2 separate regions of the Sus scrofa genome follow, and region 1 is linked to region 2. Evidence: chromatin contacts called from public Hi-C data. All regions are on one chromosome and are shown on one strand. Each heading gives the region's core, a stretch centred on a gene start, on an enhancer-like site or on the middle of the called end of the contact. The rest is flanking DNA. Distances are from core to core; before and after follow the strand shown. Region 1 overlaps PACRG (parkin coregulated gene protein). Region 2 has its middle 56 kb from the start of QKI.

Region 1 (3,689 bases), core at 701-3,200, 130 kb after region 2:
GTTGTTGTTGTTGTTGTCATGTCAACTTTGGTGCTTTGATTAATATACTGCCTGTCAAGCATCTCCACAGTGAAGTTACTCTTTTTCCTTCTGTAGTTGATAGTATTTTGTGGGGAGATTCTGTGAGATTTTCTGAATACACAGCTCCTTGTCAAATTTTATTCATGTATTTACTATATTAGCATATATTTTATTAATTTCTAATTTTTTCACTGGGTTATACTTCATTTTACTACTGTTATTTATTTTGATGCTCTATTTGTTCCTAGGTTGGCAAGTGGGGGCCGTTTCAGGGCAGTGTCTGGGTCCCTTGCACATGTCCCATTTTTCTTTAAGCTCTTTTTTCTTTCTTCCTTTCTCCCCCTTCTCATTCTTTCTTAGCTCTCTGTATTTCTCACCTTGTACTTTTCCTGCCTTAGTCTTCGAATCAGCCATTACTACAAGGAGTATTGTTTCCTTTCTGGGGAGAAAGGTATTTAAAAACCAAAATCTAGGTACTAGCTGTGCTCACTGCTTTGGGGTGCTGCTGCTCCCAGGCGCTTAGTAGGAAGTGCTAAAAGTACACACATATAGCTATGCCCACGTTCATATCTATACCTGTCTTTACCTGTATGGAAAAATCTGAGTTCACATCATTAACTCTAAATCTAATCCAATGCCATACAGTATGTTCCAAGTGGCTCTCTTTCCGTGTTTGTAGCTCCCTCTGCTCCCATTCCCCTTTTTATGTTTACTTATTTGACTACTGCATGTAACCAGTCTCCACCTCCACTACTGCCCTGCACTGGACTACCACCTTGGCATGGATGCCTTTCTTGTCATTCTGTCCCAACCCCCTTTGCAGGGTCACTGGCATTGCTTCCCTCTGTGTGGGAAGTCCTTTTCACTCTTCTTAGGCTCTGACAACCCCCTCTGGACCATGCCCCCCCACCTCAAGTGCAGGTGGATGCTGACTCTGCTGGGCCATAGCTAGCAGCTTGCACTGAATCTCTGGAAGAGGAAGAACTCTCATCCTGCATCTCCTGTTTGCTTATTTCCCTAGTTCCCAACCAAGCCTAAGAAGACTGCAAAGCCAAGAGGCTCAACTGTGTCAACTGTTCATACATAGTAACTATTTTTGGGGGGAAGGAACTAGGAAGCCAATTTTATTCCAATAGATGGCCATATTAAGCAAAATGTTTTTGTGAGTTATTCTATTATGTGCAACTGATTTAAATACTGAAAATGATGGCGAACTTGTTCTTGTCCAAAGTCTTATTTTTCTAAGTTGCATACACAAGAAGCCTAGATTTAAGTTATGAAAATAATCAATCAGATATGGTAAAGGTCTAAATTCTCATTGAAAAAAAGTTACTTGCATGTATGAGCCTTATGTTTCTGTGCTACTGATGGAGAGGATAAGGAAAAACATTTTGACCATCATGGTAAGTTTTAAAACAATTATCTGGGTTGGCCTCAGATGTCTGTTCATTTAATCTTAAAATGGACTCTTCTACACGGAAAATATGACTGAAATCAAGCACTAATGTTTTCATTAAAACAATGATGGAAGAGGACACAGAATTATGAACTTCCTGCAAGAGGTGAGGTCGTTGCATTATTTGCACATAAACATTAAAGGATCACCACATTGCCTGCAGAAGCATTTTTAACTCTGTCAAAAAAAGGTCAGCTTTAAGTGTTGCTGTCATAATGACACTGTTAGCAGCCAGAGGGATTTTTTTTTTTTTTTTTTTTTTTTTAAGAGAGAGAGGTCTATAATTAGAATCTATCATGGAAGCCTAAGAGAAAAAATTTGGTATCATCAAATAAGACTCCAGTGAAGGAAGAAAGACTTTGCTTAAGTCACTATTACTTGAAGGAAAACGCTCTTGCACTGTAAGCCACTTGAAGGCTGTTTGCAATCTGATTAAATAGGGCCTTGAACTGCCCAGGGTCAGAAGTGGTGACTGGGTTAGGGCTCAGCATCTGGGCTCCTGAAATGAAATGCCTTCTTCTCTCTCTAAACATGGTTCACCGACTTAGACAGCTTGCTGTTTCTTATTTAACATTTTTTATACTTGGCATTATTCTAAGGAGGAAATTCCTTTTTAAAAATTCAGGGTTGCGGCCCTCAGGTCAACAAACTGAGTGCATGAGGAACGGATATTATTTTATCCTCAGCATTAAGTAAAGGGAACAGATACATATTTCATCATTTCATCGGGAGTCTGCTCCTAGTTTGAATCCAGTCACTTAACGGCTACTTAAATGTGCTTTAACGGATTGAACCCCCGCAGCATACTTCTGCAGTATGTGTTGCAGACAGGGAACTAACGCTTAGAGTTTACTGCCTTCAGAAATGGATGCACCTGACTGGGGGTCGGACCTTCCAAGGCCCTGTCTAGGGCCCCCTGCTCTCTGCTTTATTCTTGGTGGAGATTTTTTTTTTAATAATTTTTTTTATTTTCCCACTGTACAGCAAGGGGGTCAGGTTATCCTTACATGTATACATTACAGTTACATTCCCCCCCCCTTTTCTTCTGTTGCAACATGAGTATCTAGACAAAGTTCTCAATGCCATTCAGCAGGATCTCCTTGTAAATCTATTCTAAGTTGTGTCTGATAAGCCCAAGCTCCCGATCCCACCCACTCCCTCCCCCTCCCATCAGGCAGCCACAAGTCTCTTCTCCAAGTCCATGATTTTCTTTTCTGAGGAGATGTTCATTTGTGTTGGATATTAGATTCCAGTTATAAGTGATATCATATGGTATTTGTCTTTGTCTTTCTGGCTCATTCACTCAGTATGAGATTCTCTAGTTCCATCCATGTTGCTGCAAATGGCATTATGTCATTCTTTTTTATGGCTGAGTAGTATTCCATTGTGTATATATACCACATCTTCCGAATCCAATCCTCTGTCGATGGACATTTGGGTTGTTTCCATGTCCTGGCTATTGTGAATAGTGCTGCAATGAACATGCGGGTGCACGTGTCTCTTTTAGGTAGAGTTTTGTCCGGATAGATGCCCAAGAGTGGGATTGTGGGGTCATATGGAAGTTCTATGTATAGATTTCTAAGGTATTGGTGGAGATATTTTTAATGAGGACTCTCCAATGGATTTTTTTCATCCTCATGTTTAATAGATATTGTAGACCATTGAGTACTTGGCATTATATTACATTCTAGAATGATATTGTACATCATGCGATGGACAGGATTTTGGTATAAAAATATACAGACTTCTTCACTAGTTCTTCTATAAGTTCTTGAGATGAAATAAATATGGGTCCCAAATAAAGTCCATTAAGAGCAGCAAATTAATACAGTATGCTGGCTTTTCTTTATATTCTTACTATAATTGTTTACACACATGACTACTGCTATCTTTAATAGTATTTTTTTTTTCTTTTTAGGGCTCCACCTGCAGTATATGGAAGTTCCCAGACAAGGGCTCGAATTGGAGCTGCAGCTGCCAGCCTATGCCACAGCCACAGCAACACAGGATTCAAGGTGTGTCTGCGATCTACACCACAGCTTACGGCAACACCAGATCCTTAACCCACTGAGCCACAATGGGAATGCTTTTAATAGCATTTTTTTTTTTAAATATGAAGGAATGGGCTATGACTGTTATGGTCACCACAGGTCCATTTCACAGTGGAGACATTGCCAACAATGAACAATTTGGTTGAGAACAGGTCCCCCAA
Region 2 (3,656 bases), core at 547-3,046:
GCTATGGGCCGAGCTTGTACTTTCCCATGATTCAAACCTTTCCTTTTCTTTCCTTTTTTCCCTTTTCTTTTTATGGCTGCACCTGCGGCATATGGAGGTTCCCAGACTATGGGCTGAATCGGAGCTGCAGCTCTACAGACATAGCAACGCCAGATCTGAGTCACATCTGTGACCTAAACCAGCAGCTTTCAGCTTTTACCCCACTGAGTGAGGCCAGGGATCAAACCCACATCCTCATGGATACTAGTCAGGTTCTTAACCTGCTAAGCCACAATGGGAACTCCTCCTTTTCTGATAAGCCCCATGGGATGGGTTTCTGGTGTCTGCGATGCAAAGTGCCTGGTGGAGGCAGACCTCAGTGAACTAATTTGTGGCCCAAAGACGGAGACGTGATGCACGTCATCCTGACACTGGGCCTGGTGAAGGGCCGGCAGAAAGGTGCGGTGGGCAGCCAGACTCGCTGTTCCAGGGACTGAAGGATTGTTCCTGGCTGAGGAGTTGGGGAGGCCAGCTGAGGAGCCAGGCCTCGAAGACGCAGGACTTGGCTGCTTGGAGCCGGGGAAAGCGTTCCTCAGCAAACACCAGCGCCAGGGCCCAGAGGCAGGCACACAAGGGGCCTGTGTGCCACCAAACTGCAGGCTGCTTCCCTTGGCCACTGGGGCGGGGAGGCCCTGTGGGGAGCGCTGCATGGTGATGGGTTGGGCTGCAACTGGACTCGGCTTCAACCGCACTAGACAATTCCTGCATTAAAGAGCCAACTGGGGAAAAAGAAAAAGAATTGGAGGTATTCTTCTATGTCAGTGATTTCATTTGTGGTCCCGTTCTTTGCAAAACTTTCATCAGGAAAGTGTCTTATTTCTGCTGCCCTGTTGAGGTTCTTTCTCAAAAGGAACCATCTCGTCTCATCCCTGCCCTTGACCATCATTGGGGGCCGCCTGCGGCCAAGGTCACTCTGCTCCTTGGTGTCCATGTATTGGGCACAGTGTGGTTTCACTGCAGTCATCACCCAGCCAGTGTGGCTTCTGCCTCACAAGTACAGAGACCCTCAAACCACCTCGGGTACTAAGCTCAAGGTACCTCAAATGTCCCTTGTGTACTTTTTCTGGGACTTCAAGTGCCAGTGTGGCCAGCAGCTTAACAGCCACCTCCACGATAACGCAGGGTACAGGGGCCTGGGCAGTGAGCAAGGTCAGGTCCTGAGGAGGACCAGAGAGGACTGGCCCCTGCCGGCCGGGCCTGGGGGGCTGGGTCAGCCTCAGGTCTCACCCCCACCCCTCCTCCGCATCCTCCAGGAGCCGGGGACTCCAGCCCCGGCCTCCCATCCTCCCCCCCACCCCCCCCCGCCAGGTGACGAAGGGACAAGCAACTGTGAATCAGCTCGAGGGCCTCTTGGCCACACTGTCCGAATGCCTGGGTCTCAGCCTCATGTTAAACTTGTCACATCAAAACATCCCTAAAAATAAGAGCTGATGTCATGAAGCTGGCGGATTGCAAGCTCGAGGTGGAAGGCAGAAAGACAGAGCAAAACCTGAGAGCAGTTTTCTGTCCTAAGTGTCTCTTCCTGGGGACATGGAGGAATCAAGTGCCCAGGATGGTGCCTTTCAACTTGAGAGATGCCCTGCCATGCCTGCCTTCCCGTGAAGATGATCCAGCAGGGAATTTTATCCAAATGTGATTTTTCCGATTTGAGGTCCAACACAGGCGTGTCCCTTCTCCCGGCCACACACCTTCCCTCCTCCCGTCCCCAACCTCCTCCCTCTCATCCCACCAGCTGCCAGGCCCGTCCAGAGCTCCCGGCTTTGAACTTTGGACGGTAACCAGAGCTGTTGGGACCCCCCTCCCCGCCCCCACCCTAGCAGGCCGCCTAGGTTGTTATCAGCCAGCTCCCAGTGGGGGTTCTTGCAGTGCTGCCCAGTGAGCACAAAGAGGAAAGGGCCCCAAGTGACAGTGACGAAGGCCTGTGCCCGTGGGGTCAGCCCCCGGGGAGAAGCTTCTGGTGGACAGAAGCCTGGAACACGGGAGCGCCGACATGTGGAATATTTTTATTTTACGAATATTAACACACAGGGTGCTCATAACATGGCCAAGTGGTTACGAGCTCGAAAGCTTTGTGAGAGCTTCTCTCTGTGGACTCGTTAATGTGGCCTTTTAATGGAATACTCCCGAATTGCAATCCCTAACTGGAGCTATAAATAGGCCTGATAAGCACTTGACAGTGAAGCGGTTCCAGCCTAAGTGCCTTCCTCTCCTGGTCCAGGGGTTCTGTTTGCAAGGCCCATCGGAGGGGAGGGGGCAGGGGAGCGGGGGACAGGAGGACGGTGTCAGCAAATGCATTTCTTGGCATTAAAATCACACTCGCGCGGGGCGGGGGTGGGCCTGGTGCCCTCAGGGAGCTCCGCGGAGTGGATGCAGGCACATTCCAATGAACTAGCACCTGGAGTCGCCTCCCAGCACTCCCCAACTTGCAGAAACCCCAGAAACTAACCCAACCATGAAGAGATGCACTGTCCGCTTACCGCCACCCAACCCAGAGGGCGGAACCCCCAGGCGAAGGTGGCCCTTGCCTGGTGACGCCCCTTGCACTACCTGACTCGCCCTTGTGCCTATAGCCTTGCGTCCCGCCACCTTCCTGAAATACGTGGAGGTGGCTGGTATGCTGCTGGCCACGCCGGCACTTGGAGAAAAGTCCCAGAAAAGGTACACAAGGAACCTCTGAGTACCTTGAGCTTAGTACCCAGGGTGGCTCGAGTGTCTCTGTGCTTGTGAAGCAGAAGTGGCACGGGCTGGGTGATGACTGCAGAGTGAAATCCCGACACAGGGACACCAAGGAGCCCGAACTCAGGGTTGCCTGAGGCACGAAGCCGGGGCATTTCAACCCAGCCCTGGACCCTCTCCCAGGTAATGTCTGCTCTGGAGATTCGGCCAGGCCTGCATCGCGGTCGGAGCTCTCCGGGTCCAGTCCTGCTTCCTTCCCTGTCCTTTTCCAAGCCTTCCCCCCCAGTAAATCCTGGGCTCCCTTCCCTGGGAAGCAGAGGCCCTTCGGGGTCAGGAGCACAGACGGCCATGGGCTTGGAAACCCTAACTGCCCCAAGCTTTCCTCCGCCCCAGCGGAGGTCCCATCTGAATTCTTTACGGGACCCCGGGCACGGCCTCGGGGTGGGCACTGTGCCGACTGAAAGTGGGGTGTGGAGGGGAGGGCAGAAGAGAAAAGCCAGCGCAGGAGGATCTGAAAAATCAGAGGAGGAGCCTGGGCAGGGAAGGCGGACGGTGAGCAGAGGCCCGCGCGCGCGTTCCAGGTATTCTCTCGTTTTCACCCTGCAGGGCTTGGGTCAGGGCCTGAACTCGGACCTGCCGTTTCCCCACCAGCCTCGCTGGTTTGCCGGGAGCGCTGCCCTGGAGGGGGGCCCCAGAGAGGGAGGGTGTGCCCTGGAGGTGGACGGGGCCTGGGGTCCCGTGGTGGCAGGACCCCAGGGCTGCACGGGGAGTTTAGTGACAGGGGACAGATGTGCTTTCAGGAATCTGATGTTTCTCTGATACGTGGTAGGTGATTAAGAAAGAAAGTGAAGAATTTCTGTGTTTGGCAGACCAGTGTATTTCCATTTCCACCTGAGCGCCTGATCTACGGGTGTCACTTAGTCTGTGCTACTTGTGTCACA

Evidence for each region. A called contact is a pair of places that touch in the nucleus more often than the background predicts.
Region 1: a Hi-C map of fetal heart ventricle shows a contact between it and region 2, with 5 times the contacts expected there. The contact joins two enhancer-like sites. A contact is called at or near these places in 2 of 47 Hi-C or Micro-C datasets (fetal heart ventricle and heart right ventricle) and 2 of 2 datasets of contacts at active chromatin or transcription factors (alveolar macrophages and skeletal muscle).

The regions. Positions count from the first base shown.
Region 1 is chr1:5,062,956-5,066,644 of Sscrofa11.1, forward strand. The region is part of intron 4 of PACRG (parkin coregulated gene protein); the gene reads right to left. Among named protein-coding and RNA genes, the nearest start is that of QKI, 180 kb to the left of the region's middle. Within about 2 kb of position 1,951, at least 2 of the 83 cell types and tissues checked have an H3K27ac peak or open chromatin away from gene starts, as enhancers often do.
Region 2 is chr1:4,937,430-4,941,085 of Sscrofa11.1, forward strand. No RefSeq gene overlaps it. Among named protein-coding and RNA genes, the nearest start is that of QKI, 56 kb to the left of the region's middle. Within about 2 kb of position 1,797, at least 6 of the 83 cell types and tissues checked have an H3K27ac peak or open chromatin away from gene starts, as enhancers often do.